Regions from separate parts of the Mus musculus genome. Here region 2 is linked to region 1. A link is a contact called in public Micro-C data. All regions are on one chromosome and are shown on one strand. The core of a region is the stretch at or near the end of the contact, and the rest is flanking DNA. Distances in the headings are between cores, read along the strand shown. Region 1 holds the start of Nfil3 (nuclear factor, interleukin 3, regulated). Region 2 holds the start of Ror2 (receptor tyrosine kinase-like orphan receptor 2).

Region 1 (6,451 bases), core at 1,513-4,012:
ACTTGGAGCCACAGTCCCCCTGATCTGGTATTGTAACAGTGAAGGCATTTTCTCTTCGTGACAGAGTCCAAGGGTGGCTCACCTCCTGAACCCCCATAAAATACTAGGTGTATGTATCAAGGCCCAAGCCAAGAGCTTCTGGACACTGGGCTGAAGTCGTGTAACCAGGCTTAGACCTGAGTTCGATGCCGGGCGCTGTGAAAGAAAAAACCCTCGGGTTGCGTACATCAGCGTACTCTCGACCCTCCAGCTGGACACGCCCTGAAATTTTTCTCAGAGAGAGCCACATCCTCCACCTGCTCTCAGCTTACACCTCTTATATTGGCTGCTCAAAGTGTGCTACAGCAGTGTATAAACACAAAGCGATTCTTAAATGCTTTCTGGTCTAGATCATCTCTCTTTGGCTCCTGCATCCAAACCCAATTCCCGCTCTGAAACAAACCAGCCACTTAGAGTAAGAACGTTTTGAGTTTGGTTGCGAAGGTAGGATACCGATAAAGCACTTGCTTAGCACGTAGCAGTCCAGGGTTCAAGCCCCAGCACTTCCGCAAAAAACTCGTTTGAAAGTCATACTTCAATTAAAGTCCTCCACCATCTCCCTATTCGGGAGACCCTACTTACAGCCTGTTCAGTAATCAGCACACTGGAGACTTGGGGGAAATTCTCCCACCCCAGGGTTATGTTTCAATTTTCTTCTAGTTCAATTAATTGCAAGCACTTGCCCACTAGGTGGACCCCCAGGGTGTAACACCGGACGCATCATCACCCGGGTCCTGGAGACCGAGCCTCCATCACCTTGTTGAGCTGTTTTTAAGCACCAGGGGGCGCGAATGAGTTGTTTTCCAAGTTGATATCAGAGACATCTTTCACACTTCCTCTGATTTCCAAGTTAGATGACAATGACGGAAGCATAAATGTGGTGGAGGCGCAATGTAAACTGCCCCCGGGAATGAAGACAGGCATCAGATTTCAAAATTCAGTATAAAGAACAGCTTCGTGGGTCACAGCAGTCCGTTCTTCCGCTGTCAGCCTTGGGTGAGTCAGGCAAGTTCAATTTTTTTTTTTTTTTTTTTTTTTTTTTTTTTTTTTTTTTTGTGAAAACGCTATTCCCCGATTCTACCTACTTAGGGATCCTATGACATCAGTAAATTCGAGAAAAGTGGAACCGATTAACCAAATCAAGATTCGTTTACATCAAGGTAGTTAGTTCTTCGGAAAAAAACAAAACAAAAAACAAAAAAAAATCCAAACAAACAAAGTGTAAAGGGGGGAGGGGGTGTTCCCTGAACTGATCAGCACCCGTGAAAGGAGATTTATCCTCTATTGCGTATCTGTGCTATGGGGGCTTTATTGGTTAAGGGGTATTTTACCAGCTAGACTCCATCATTATTGCCCTGTGAAGGCGTCCAAAAGTCCAACGGTGAATGGCATTTAAATCACCACTGGATGTGCCTCGGAGATTATTTGTGGAGTTACTACTGTGTGTCTTGAGTAAATGGAAAGAGATCCACTTGGTGAGATGTTCCGGGTGGGGGTCCCGCACACTCACTCTTTATTTTGGGGTTTGCTTTCTTTGAAAAATGAGAAAGGAGGGGGTTGAGTGAGGGAATCATTCGAGCCCAGGTCCCACAGTCCGAGCTCAAGGACCTTGCCACCTGCCACATTCCGTATTTGGGCAAGCGCGTGCGTCACTGTCAGGAATATGGCTCCCTTTGCCAAGGCCGGCTATAATCTTACGTGTCTGTAAACGCGGGGAGTGTTTGCCACGTTCCTTTACAATAGCCAACCCGATGACTGACTTAAGAACATGCCACCAGATGCTCTGTCTCCCATTTCCTTATGTCTTTTGTACATCCCAGGAATTGGGGAAAGGGGGGTGGGGTGGGGGCTGGCTGGCGTGTTCACTGAGAACCGAAAGGAGAGGAGAACTACCAGTTCAAGATGCTTGGGGAATGCCCTCCGTGGCTTGCTCTAGCCCGAGCACCGAAAGCGGGTAGGTTTCCCAGCCGGGGACACCGAGGCCGCGGACTCTCAGGTCCTCGGAGACAGCCGCCACCTCTCCACGTGGTCGGGGACACAGACCAACCGGGTCTAGCTTGGTTTCCCAACCGTGTTACGCAACAACTTTGTAGGGGTCGTCTTCGCCCTAATTGTGTCGGGAGCGCTGTTTGTGTTACCGTTGCGGCGCTGCCCGGGAGAGGAGCGGGACATTTCAGTAGCCCGGCTGCCGCGCCCCTTTCCCGGTCTCAGAGGGGACCGTGGGCACAAGGAGGCCAAGGTCCCCGCCACGCCCGTGTCCCCATAGCCCTCACCCGGGGTTCTATTGGCAACAGGTAGCCCGGCCCTCTGTGGCTCTCCGGGAAACAAACAAACAAAAAAAGGTGCTGGCACCACGGAGCGAGCGCAGCGACCCGGAGGGCGCGGCCGGCAATGGGCAAAAGGGTCCTGGGCTCCTCTTAGGCGTGCCTCGGGTTGCTCCGCGGTGCGTCCCGTTGCGCAACATAGCGCTCGGCCTGGGTCCCCACGGACAGCGGGTAGCAGCTGCGGCCGCGGCCAGAGAAGGACGCGGACTGCCAGTGGCGCCGCGGCGGAGAGGACGGGGCGGGGCGGGGCGGGGCGGTGGGGAGCCCGCCCCTGTCGGCGCGGCCAGTGGCGGCGGGCCGGGGGCGGGCGCGGGCGCGGCGATTGGGGCGGCCGCCGCCCGTCACGGCGGGGCTGGCGGGCGGCGACGTAGCGCGGCGCTCGGAACTGACCTACTAACACACATCTCTCGGCGCGGCCACGGCGCCCGCGGACCCGGCGCGCCCGCTCGTCTCCCGCGCCGCGCCCTCGCCACCGCCCGCTGAGGGCCCGGCGGAGCTTGAATCGCGCCCCGGCGCCGCCAGCCCGGTTACAGCCGCCCTTTCTTTTCCCCCTCACGGACCAGGGAGCAGAACCACGGTAAGCGCTCCGCCCACCGGCGGCCCCGGGGGCCCTGCTCTGCTCCGTGCCCGCTCTTGGAGCGCGCGGCCGGCGGGCGTAGGGCGCGGGATGCGTGCGGGCGCGGCGCAGGGCTGGCGGGAGGCGGCGAGTGTGCGCGGGGCATGCATTACATAAACTTTTGCTGCCTTGGCAGGAGGGGGGACTCGCCACCTTAAGGTAGCTGCTTTGATTGCAGCGCCCTGGCGCCCGCACGTAGCCCGGGCTGCCGCGCGCTCCCTCCTCCTCCCCGCTATTGCATAATGTCTCCGGATTTCAGGAAAATTGATGTTTCGGTGGCGAAGAGCGCGCCGTGGAGGCGGAGTGGAGGCCGATCCTTTTAGCAGCCAGACGACTTGCCCTGCTCTCCGGGGTCTCTCCGCGCTAGTCCCCAATCCGGGCCAGCTAAGGGGAGGGTTGAGTCTTGATTTGCTTAGGAGGATTGGGAGTACCAACGGTGACGGCAATCGGAGATGCCTGCGCGGCGTTTGTTTGTGTCAGGCGCTGTGTCGGCACCGACGTTTTCCAACCCGTTTGTCGTCACCGTGTTTTACGAGCCCTCGGGAAGGTGGAGGGATGTGTCCTTTCTTACATTGCATAATGGGCCAGCGATGAAACGTGGGCACCGAGGACGAACTGATGTGAGAATGTGCGCGTGTGATTTGTGTGCAATGATTTGGTCATTTTAGCGCAGCGTTGGCTATTAGATCCTTATTGGTACCTCTGTATCGTCCCAAATACGCATATTTTAAAAAACGATTCTATGGAGTTCATTATTAAGAAAGAAGAAATCCTAGTCTTGGACACTAATGCGCGCGGGGGAGGGGGGGCTCCTTAAATGTTCCGAGGTGTTATTTTTAAAACCCGGACGAGCCATTGTGACGTTTGCCTCCCCACTTTTCCCAACTGGAATGCGATGCGTTTCATCAGCCTTTCTTTTTCTTTCTTTCTTTTTTTTTTTTCTCACCTTATCGTCATTGGCTTTTTTTTTTTTTTTTTTAAGACACCACAAGACAAATCATTACTAGATTCCTGGAAATGTGAGGTTATGTAACTGCCGAATTTGCTGGCTGTTGAGCATAGAAAGGGAGCTAATTACGTGATTTTATAATCTTGCCACAAAGAAAGTAGGGCAATCTCAGCGTTGAAGAATGTCACCATCAACAGGGGTTTTGTTGGTTCTTTTAAAGGATATTTTAAGCCGGAAAGTGACGACCGACTAAGCCTTGACATAGCTCATGCTTGCCAAATGTGTGTCTTTTACCCTAAAAGAAATGTACGTCTTTCTAAATATAGCCCTATCACATTTTAACAATCCTGGCCTCAGTGCTATTTCTGGTTTCTCCAGGGCTGTGTGCAAATACGAGCTCAAGGCCATTTGCTGTAGTTTTAACTCCACGCCTTCCAAGACCTCTGATAAGACTGTATTTTTAGGAAGGCATTTCGCAGCACCCAGAGACTGCTGGTGAACGCGGGGGCCCCATTTATCATTTTAAAGGACACTTTGGAGGAACTGCTGCGTTCAGAGGGCAACAGGGAATGGCCAAGTGACACCTTCTTTTCTGGCTTTTGTAAATAACAACGGCTAATGAGGTCAAAAGTATTTATTTCACATCATAATTTCCCCCAGATCAGATATGAGTTATGGGAAGTATATATAGGTTAGTAGATTGTATTTTTGCCTTGTATAACCTAGTTTTATTCTTGGAGATAGAATAATATGGTAAGTATCCGGATATTAAATTTCTTCCCGGATTCTTACTTAGTGTAATGATGTGTGAATATACGTATTTAATAGTGTCTGTGAGATATAGTTTTCTTAGCGTACCATTTACATAATTGAACTACAATATTATTTTAGGGGGCGGAGACATTCTAGATGATGACTCCTGGAACATATTATCCCTATTTTAGCCGTTTTCCAAGACGCTGCAGTTGCAGTAGGCCCCCCAGCAGCAGACCCTGACCCACTTTGCGTGCTGGGCTGGGAGACCCAAGCCTTCAGAGGCGGGGGGCCTGGGGGGACTTTGCAGCGCCACCTTTCATCATGCGTCCTTGCGCCCCTCGCTGGTCCGGGAGACCGGGCACGCGCCTGGCAGTGGCAGGCAGAGACCTCGACCCAAGACGCTCCCCTTGGGCAGCAACTGGACGCGCCTCGCGGTGGCCCGCGCGGCTCCCCGGCCCCTCCCGCATTCCTTTGTTCTGGCGCGGGGGTCCTCGCGGCGCCGAGGCCCCGCTGCGCCGCCCACCCGGCGGGGGGCGGGCCTGGGGAGCGGCGCGGCGTGGGGGCGCGGCCGCGAGCGGGGCGGAGGCTTGCAGGGCCGAGTTCGGTGAGCTGCGCTCGCCCGGAGCCGGTGGCCTGAGGCGGAGAGCAGGCGTGCCTCCTGGGCGCCGGCTCCGGTGGCCTTGGGCCTCGGGACAGTGCAGCCTCAGGCAGACCGAGCCAGAAGCTGACTCTACTCCGGAGCACCGCTAGCCGCGACCCCCACAGATATCTTTGTTTCTGGAGTCTCCGTTGAATTTCAGAGGCAAGATCTCTTCTCCATTCACGGAGTGAAAAAGCAGGACATCTAAATGGCTACAGAAAGAAGGGAGGGCAGTCTTGATCGTGATGGATAGGAGGGACAGTGCTTGAACATGGACAGTGGAACCCAGTTTTTTTTTTTTTTTTTTTTCTTATTGTAGCTAAAGTTTATTTGATCCAAAGCCCGGGATGATATATATGGTCGGGAGTCCCTAATTCAAAGTCACCCACATAGATGTAGCTGTCTCTCCTGTAAAAGTACCTCTCTACTTCCTCTCTCTACTTCATCACAGCTCCACGTTTCTCCCGGTGGCCTTCTGAAGCCACAGGAAAGCCTCCTGGTGTTTGGAGGGTGATCAGCTCAGGCTGCTCTCTGGATGGCAAACCTGGAATTCAGCATCAAATGATGCTCTTGGATACCCTAAGGACCCTCTTTGGGAGTCTGCTTTGGGAGATGCAAAAAAGGCAGGTGTAAGTGCTGCTCTCTCCCCAGTATATGATACTCTCTCCTCAGTATATGATAGACCTTCACTGCCTTTCAGGGAAACCTGAGGGGAAGGAAGCCCGTGGATCCGCACAGTTAAGAAGGGGCTCAGTAAATGTTTCCAGAATGCTTATGTTTGGACTGGCTTTCCTTTACGGAACCGAATCTCACAGAAAGAATGAAGACAGGTTGGTATTGGGCCTGTAAAGATTCACCTTCTCTGTTACCCCTGAATACCCTTGCCTTGTGCGTGTTACTTAATGTTTGTACCAAGATAATTCTTGAAGCATCGAAGTGCTTCAAGGTCCCAAGTAACTGGGACCTTAGGGAGTATTGGAAGAAACGGAGGTGACAAGGTCCCCACAGCAAGAGTAGCTTGGCCTTTTCCAGATCCCTGGAATTTTCTGTGACTTGAGTTCTCTAGCCTGGCTGATCTCTTCTTCTAAACCATCAGCAGTGCGCATTCTCACCTACACTTGTGCACG
Region 2 (6,787 bases), core at 753-3,252, 310 kb before region 1:
GTAGAATCCTCAGCTCCAGCACCATGCCCGCCTGCAGGCTGTGGTGTTTACGATAATGGATGAAACCCTTGAACCTGTAAGTCAGCGTGAACTAAATGTTTCCTTTATAAAAGTTGCCCTGGTCTTGGTTTCATGGCAATGAAACCCTCAATAAGTGGCTTGGGTGGAATTATTTGTGAATTTGGTCTTTGGCAGTAACCTGTCTGGGCTTCATATGGGTGCACTCCTGCAGCACAGGGGAAGGTTTCCAAACTATAGCAACAGATAACATGACTACTGGGGCATGTGTCTGTGGTGGGAGTCCTGCTACTCTACCTGAAGCCCTGTGGGGTTGTGGATTGACAATGACAAAAACAGTGCCATCTTTACCTGGTATTAAAAAGTTACTAAGAATTCTTTTTTTCTCTCTTTTTTTCTCCCCTCCCCCCCTTTTTAAATTTTTGTCTTTTTTTTTTGGAGTCTGTCTCATTATGTAGGTCTGGATATCCTGGAGCTGATTCTGCAGCCCAGGCTGGTCTCAGACTCACAGAGCTCTGCCTGCCTCTGCCTCCCAAGTTCATCAAAGACACATGCCACCGTGACTAGCTACAAATAACTCTTAAAGTCATAAAAAAACCAAGACTACAGGCAACCCAATTAAAACCAAATGTGGGGCTGGAGCTATGCCTTCGTGGGTGAGTGCTTGCCTAACATTCGAGAGGTTCTGGGCTCAGTCTCCAGCACCATCTGCACATGCCTGCAATCCAAGCGCTCAGGAGGCAAAGGCAGGGTACACTCGAGGTTATCTTTGGCTACATAACAACTTTGAAGTTAGTCTAGGATTCATGTACCTCTGTTTAAAAACAACATCAACAACAATGAAAACAACTGAACCAAATAAGACCAACCTTGGTCCTTGGCAACACCCTGTCAAAGAGGAGTGATGCTGCCGGGGCTGGAGAGACAGCTGGCTCAGCAGTTAAGAGCACCGACTGCTCTTGCAGAGGACCCTGGTTCAGTCCCCAGCACTCCCAACGAAGCTCACAATCATCTGCAACCTTAGCTTAAGGGGATGTAAAGCCCTCTTCTGACCTCCTCTGTCACTGCACACATCTAGGTCACAGCCATGCACGCAGGTACTCACACATGCATGTAAAATAAAAATGAGCACATCTCAAAGCAGCAACAACAAAGGCTGGGGATGTAGATCAAACTGTTTGCCTAATATGTAGAAGACCTTGAATTAAACTCCCAGCCTCCTCCTTTCAAATATTTGAAGTGATATTTCCCAGAAGAAGTTTAGGCTGTTGGTGAACAAAGGAAAGATACTACCGTGCAAAGGCACATAACATTCATTAGGAAAATACACGTTAACACATACATTGTCGACGCCCTGGTCTCCAGTGTGTTCTTGGGATACTCCAGGACCCCTCGCTCAAGCTCTGCCCCAGGACCCTTCACTTCCCTGATGTGTGCTGGCTGTTGTCATAGCCTTGGTTGGCTCCCATCCTACTACCCTCATTAATGGGGCGTGTGCTGACTTTTTGCTAGATTCCCGGAGGGTCCTGATCCTCCCAAGGGGCTTGGCAGGACGCCCATGGGGACGCAGCCGGCTATATTCTGGAAAATCTGTGTTCGAAGACCATACCTCATCTCTCACTTTGGGCCCAGGATTTCGAAGAACTGACAACTGAATTCCCCTCGTGGGGCTTCATCAAGGGACGCCTAGTTAATGATTTGTGTGGTCCAGGTCCCCAAGTTTCCAGGCTTCTGATGGTGGGTGGCAACACTGCTGCAAGAGCAGATGAACCGGAGGCTCCACCTTTGTGCCTAGAAGTCCCGGAGGCGCTGGCGGGAGGGCGGGTGCTGCAGGCGGCTCCCTGGACGCAGGGGCGGACCCGGCTCCTTCCCGCTCACTCGGGTCGCTGCCCTTGAGTCACTCCGGCAGAGGGCGCCGGCGCCGGCCTCTCTGCCCATCGGGGCGGGCGAGCTGGGGACCCTGCCTCCTGCGCGCCCGCCCGCGTTCCGCCCCCCCTGTGCTCTTCCCGGCGGCCGGCGGGACGCCCGTGCCCGAGCCCCAGAGTCTCTGCAGTGAATCGGTGCATCGGGGCAGGGAAAAAGGGACACCAGAGTGGCCCTCGAAGGGGACCAGCCTGCGAAGCGCGAGGAAGGAAGAAGCGGACGCGTGGCGGGGAGGGGTTGAGGCGCCCCGGCCCGAAGCCCAAAGGCCGAGCGCGCGGTAGGCGACCGGGCACCCACGGCCCGCAGCATGGCTCGGGGCTGGGTGCGGCCGAGCCGTGTGCCTCTGTGCGCCCGGGCCGTCTGGACGGCTGCGGCGCTCCTGCTCTGGACACCCTGGACGGCAGGTAAGGACCCTGCGTGCGCCCTCCGAGCATTGCCCGCTCTTCCACCACTCTCTCGGCCGCCGCGCGGGCGCCGGTGCTCTCGATCGAGGGGCGCCAGGCAAGGCCATGCTTCGCGCGCTCGGCGCCAGCTTGGGCCCGTGCCCTCAGTCGCCTGGGGCTGGTTCCAATGAGCTGCGCTCTAGGGACCACTAAGTGTTTCCAGAGGCCGGGGTGGGCAGCGGCCGGGAGCTTTTCTTAAGTACATCACAGTCGAGATGTGCACCGGTAGACGTGCTCTGTGTGACCCAAGACCTGGACTCCATCGTTTCTTCCCAGGTCACCGCCGTTCCAGTCCACATGCATCCCTTGAACCTTGTCTGCCTCCGGGGCAGATGCGGTCCTGAGTTAGTCTTTTTTTTCCCCGGGGCAGTGGGGAACGCACGATCGAAGGTCTTGGCTTCCCTTTTGTTGAAATTGGTGGCCAAAGTGGTGTTTGGTGGGTCCTGCTTAGCTGGGGGCTTGGCCCCGGGATTTGATTTGCGAGGCTGAAGGGGAAGTGCCCTTCCCCCTGTCCTCGTAGTGTTTTCTCGAGCGTTTCTTCCACCTCTGGAGGATTCTGTGTGGGCTTGATCAGGGCTCAGGAGACCCTGTCAAGGAGCACAGACGTGTTTTTGGAGGATACCTGGGTAGAAATGACTGTGGTGGCCGGAGGAGGAAGAGGCGATGATCCTCCCAGTGCAAACCCTAGAGCACCTACTGGCCGTCAGGTCTGTGGCCCGAATCCCCGCGGCCTGTTGGCTCGGCTGAAGGTAGGCACGGCCTCCGGGCCCAGGAGGGTCAGGGACTCTTGAGGTTTGCCCTAAGTTTCTGAGCTGCGTGAGACGCGCCCTACTGGGACAGTGACTTCAGTGTTCCCCAGCCCCCCAGTGTTCCCGCAAGCAGGTGAGAGTTAAGGGGCAGAGTCAGGCAGCAGGACTTGGGGATCTTTCCAAGTCCTGCTGTGCGGGGGCGCTTTCTTGTGTCGGGTCCAAAGAAGGAAGGAAATGCTGAGCAACCTTCCAGGAGGGCGTTTGGGTTTAAACCGATGCTGATGGTATTTACCGTTTCTGATCTCTTGATTTGCATTGATACACCTATCCCCGAAAGCAGGAACCGCTGATTGCAGAATGAGAGTGCCCTGTATCTTAAATTAATGTCATTACCAAACTGCCCGCCCCGCAAGAATTCCCCCTTCTCCACCATCAAGAAATTCTTTTGAAACTAAGGGGCTATAAACTGGTCGCCTCCATAGGGATTTTGGCCTTTGCCACAGGCCCTTACAAATCTTGTGGTTTGGGGTGTCTTGAGGTGTAGCTGGGGTGGGGGCACAGGATCCGCTATGGTAAGGGGGCAGGAGCCTTGGTTGCTTAAAGTCAATTTTGTAACCAGAGTAGAAAGGCCTACTTGCATTTTGAATGTATCAGTTTGAGGACTGCCTTCACTTGGGTAGGAAGGATAATCGCGTCTGATGAAGAAAGCCACCAGCCCCCCCCCCCCCCATCTGTGGGGGTAATTTATCTTTGCTAGTGAAATGGAACTGTAATCTCTAGAAAGACTTTGTTTCTCTTGTTTCTGGATTGTTTGCTAGTCTAGTCGATAGATAACAGGCATGCTTGTTCGTGTACACACACACACACACACACACACACACACACACACACACACACACACGAAATTATACAGGGCACGTGGGTGTTTGAGATCTTTTTTGTTGTTAAGGAGTGAATCCCAGCAATTGGAGAGTTCTATACTTGAAAGGATTTGGGATGTAAAAACATGAAAAAATTATTTTAAAAGGATATATGTTCTTATTCCATATTTTAATAGAAAGACTCCATTCCCTAAGGACAGGAATACCTGCTTTGGGACTCTGTTCTCAGGGGTAGGCAGGACAGGAGTGATGGGGCTTTTGCCTTCTCCTGCCTCTCATTTCTGCAGGGCCCAGATTGCCTCTGGCCCATATCCCTGAGTGGTGGTCACAATACCCAATGACAGTCTTCTTAGAAGAAAAGAAATGAGATCATCTTGTGTAAAAGACTTTGTGGAAACAGAAAAGATTTTGTGTGTGCAGTAAAACATGTTTTTCTTATTATGGTTGAGTACCAAGCAGGGAAGAGCTACACATTCGAAACCTTTCAGTGTTTCATAACAATTTCAAGTCGAGCCCTGGCATCCAGTGATGAAGAGCGCCACCCTGAAAATCCGAGCCTCACGGACTCCTTTGGGACATACATTATCAGGGAAGGGATCCGACCAGCCAGGTTCCATTTAAAACAAAACAAGACAACCCAGAAGGTGGTTTTTCTTCTGGAGAGTCATAACCTGAGGCCTCCAGCATGCTAGGTTGGCACCCTCCCTCTGAGCTGGGCTCTCCCTGTGGCTGCTCTTGCTTAGTTAACCTGGTATAGCGAGAAAGCCAATAAGCTTTCTGCTTGGTATTTTTGCATGCAAACCCAAACCCAAACCTAAACCACTGGTTTAAAAAACGTGCATTTTTGGGAGCAGTTTTGATGGCAATCCCCTGCAAAGGCTGGAAGCAGCACCCAGTGACTTTTCTATTCTTGTTGTTAAACATTCTTCCCATTGTTTACCCAGAACGTAGCTGTAATTGGTGTTTGTGTGACTTGCAGAGAGTCTCTCACTAGTTGCCTCTTTAAACAGATAGCCTGGGGAACTTACAAGCCTGGCAGAAGCTACACTTTATGCAGGCTTTTTTCTTTTTTCTTTTTTAAAGCATCTTCTAAAGAGAATGGGATGGATACTCAGGAGTTAGAAGTGGCTTCTTTGACTGGTCAGGGAGGTGAATCCTTCTTGGAGGTATTTCAACTCTTCTTTAGAGTGTGTTGTGGGGATGGCCAGGAAGGGAAGGTGTCATTATGAAGCACGCTACTACTAAATGGTATGCTACTGGAAGGTTCATGGAGTGTCCCCTAAGGTGACATAGATCTCCCGGCATCTATCTGCCGGTTGTTTGGAGACCTGGAGAGGAAACAGTGATCTCCTTGCTACCCAGTTGTGACCACTGGATTTGCTTTGCTATACCCCACTCGAGATTCCCTGGGCTGGCCATTCCTACGTGGGTCTTCTGGCTGGGACTACTCTTTGTGAGCCATTAGACTGTTTCCTCCTTGGGGAACCCCAGTGACTACTTATATGGGACCCTATGTCCCCAATGGCAAACACACAGGATTTCCAAGCAGAGCCAGGATTGTGTTTTTCTTGGGTGTGTGTGGTTACTAGTCAATTTGTATAAAAGGCTGTTGGGTAAAAAGGACCCATTTGGTCACTGTGGCTTTGGAGTCTTGGATTCGTGCCATTCCATTCGTACCATCCCCTGGTGACAGTGAGGTGCTGACGGGGCGGTGTAACCTCTCCAGTTTTGGAGTTTAAAAAAAACAAAAAACAAAAGCAAAGCAAAGCAATTAAGGGGACTGCAGCCCAGGAGCTATGGCGGGAGCCTACTTGGGCTGTTGAAGGCCTTCTTCACCTAGCATGTATTTATTTGGTTTGGTTAGAGGAGCTTGCCAAGTTGGAACCCAGGGTGGAACAGCTCTGCTTACATGTACAGCGCTCATAAAAACTGTCTAGGGTGTAATGTGTTTGAAGTCATATTGACAGAGCAGCTGAGGAGCGGTTGGTTGGACCATGGTGAAGATTTTCGTAACACTTTTCAAAATGGGATTGGTTTTGGTTTGGTTAAGCGTCGCTGATGAGTTTTCTGGGATACGTTTCCTTTAAGTTCTAATTCTGATCTCACCTCCCTGCCCCCGCCCCCATCAAAAAAGCCAAAGGGAAGGAAATAATTACAGAAAAAAAGTTGAGCCTAATTCGACTAAGTAGCTTGGCCTCTAGAAGGTCTTAAGCCCCAATGGGAAGTGTGTGTGTGTTTAATTGTGTTGGAATGAGCTTCAGTAAGCTCTCTGCCACTTCTGAGATGTTATCAGGGGAGAATGTGGCTGCTGCCCTGAACCTCTGAGAGTGGGGGAGGGGTCCCCCCATCACCAATGCACCCAGCTTAATGGCTTCCAAACCCTCCTGGAAGGGCAGCTAACAGGATGTACAGTTAAATTACAGAAACATTTTGGCTTGAACTCGTCGTAACATTTATGCTGTGGAGTATAGGAGCTGCCAGGCACATGTGACTATTTAAGTTAAAATTATTTAAAATATAAAAAAAAATTACACTTATTTCCTTTGCCTCACTGGTCTTCTGGCAGGTGTCCGTAGCCACATAGGGCCTTCTGGGATTTGGTGAGCAATTGCATTGAGTCTGTGGATTGTGTTCAGTAGTTTTAGTTTCTTTACAGTATAGTCTTTAGTCTATAAACATAGATGGATTTACATCTTTCATGAAGTTCGTCAACCTTTTAGAGTCTGCAGTCTTTTGAGTCTTTTGCTGCCACAATTAATGATGCCTAAGCATT

What was found. Hi-C and Micro-C count contacts between places; a contact is called where the count stands out from the background.
Region 2: a contact with region 1 is called in a Micro-C map of embryonic stem cells, with 8 times the contacts expected there. The contact joins the promoter of Ror2 here to the promoter of Nfil3 in region 1. A contact is called at or near these places in 11 of 39 promoter capture datasets (the 3T3-L1 cell line, cranial neural crest, embryonic stem cells and 4 more), 3 of 484 Hi-C or Micro-C datasets (all in embryonic stem cells) and 1 of 115 datasets of contacts at active chromatin or transcription factors (pancreatic cancer cells).

What each region holds. Positions count from the first base shown.
Region 1 is chr13:52,977,350-52,983,800 of GRCm38.p6, reverse strand. It overlaps Nfil3 (nuclear factor, interleukin 3, regulated), which reads left to right and starts at 2,762. Exons shown (of 2, transcript NM_017373.3): 1 at 2,762-2,940.
Region 2 is chr13:53,281,339-53,288,125 of GRCm38.p6, reverse strand. It overlaps Ror2 (receptor tyrosine kinase-like orphan receptor 2), which reads left to right and starts at 2,002. Exons shown (of 9, transcript NM_013846.4): 1 at 2,002-2,345. The coding sequence starts at 2,249. It overlaps Gm33574 (a long non-coding RNA gene), which reads right to left and starts at 1,945. Exons shown (of 3, transcript XR_382385.4): 1 at 1,628-1,945.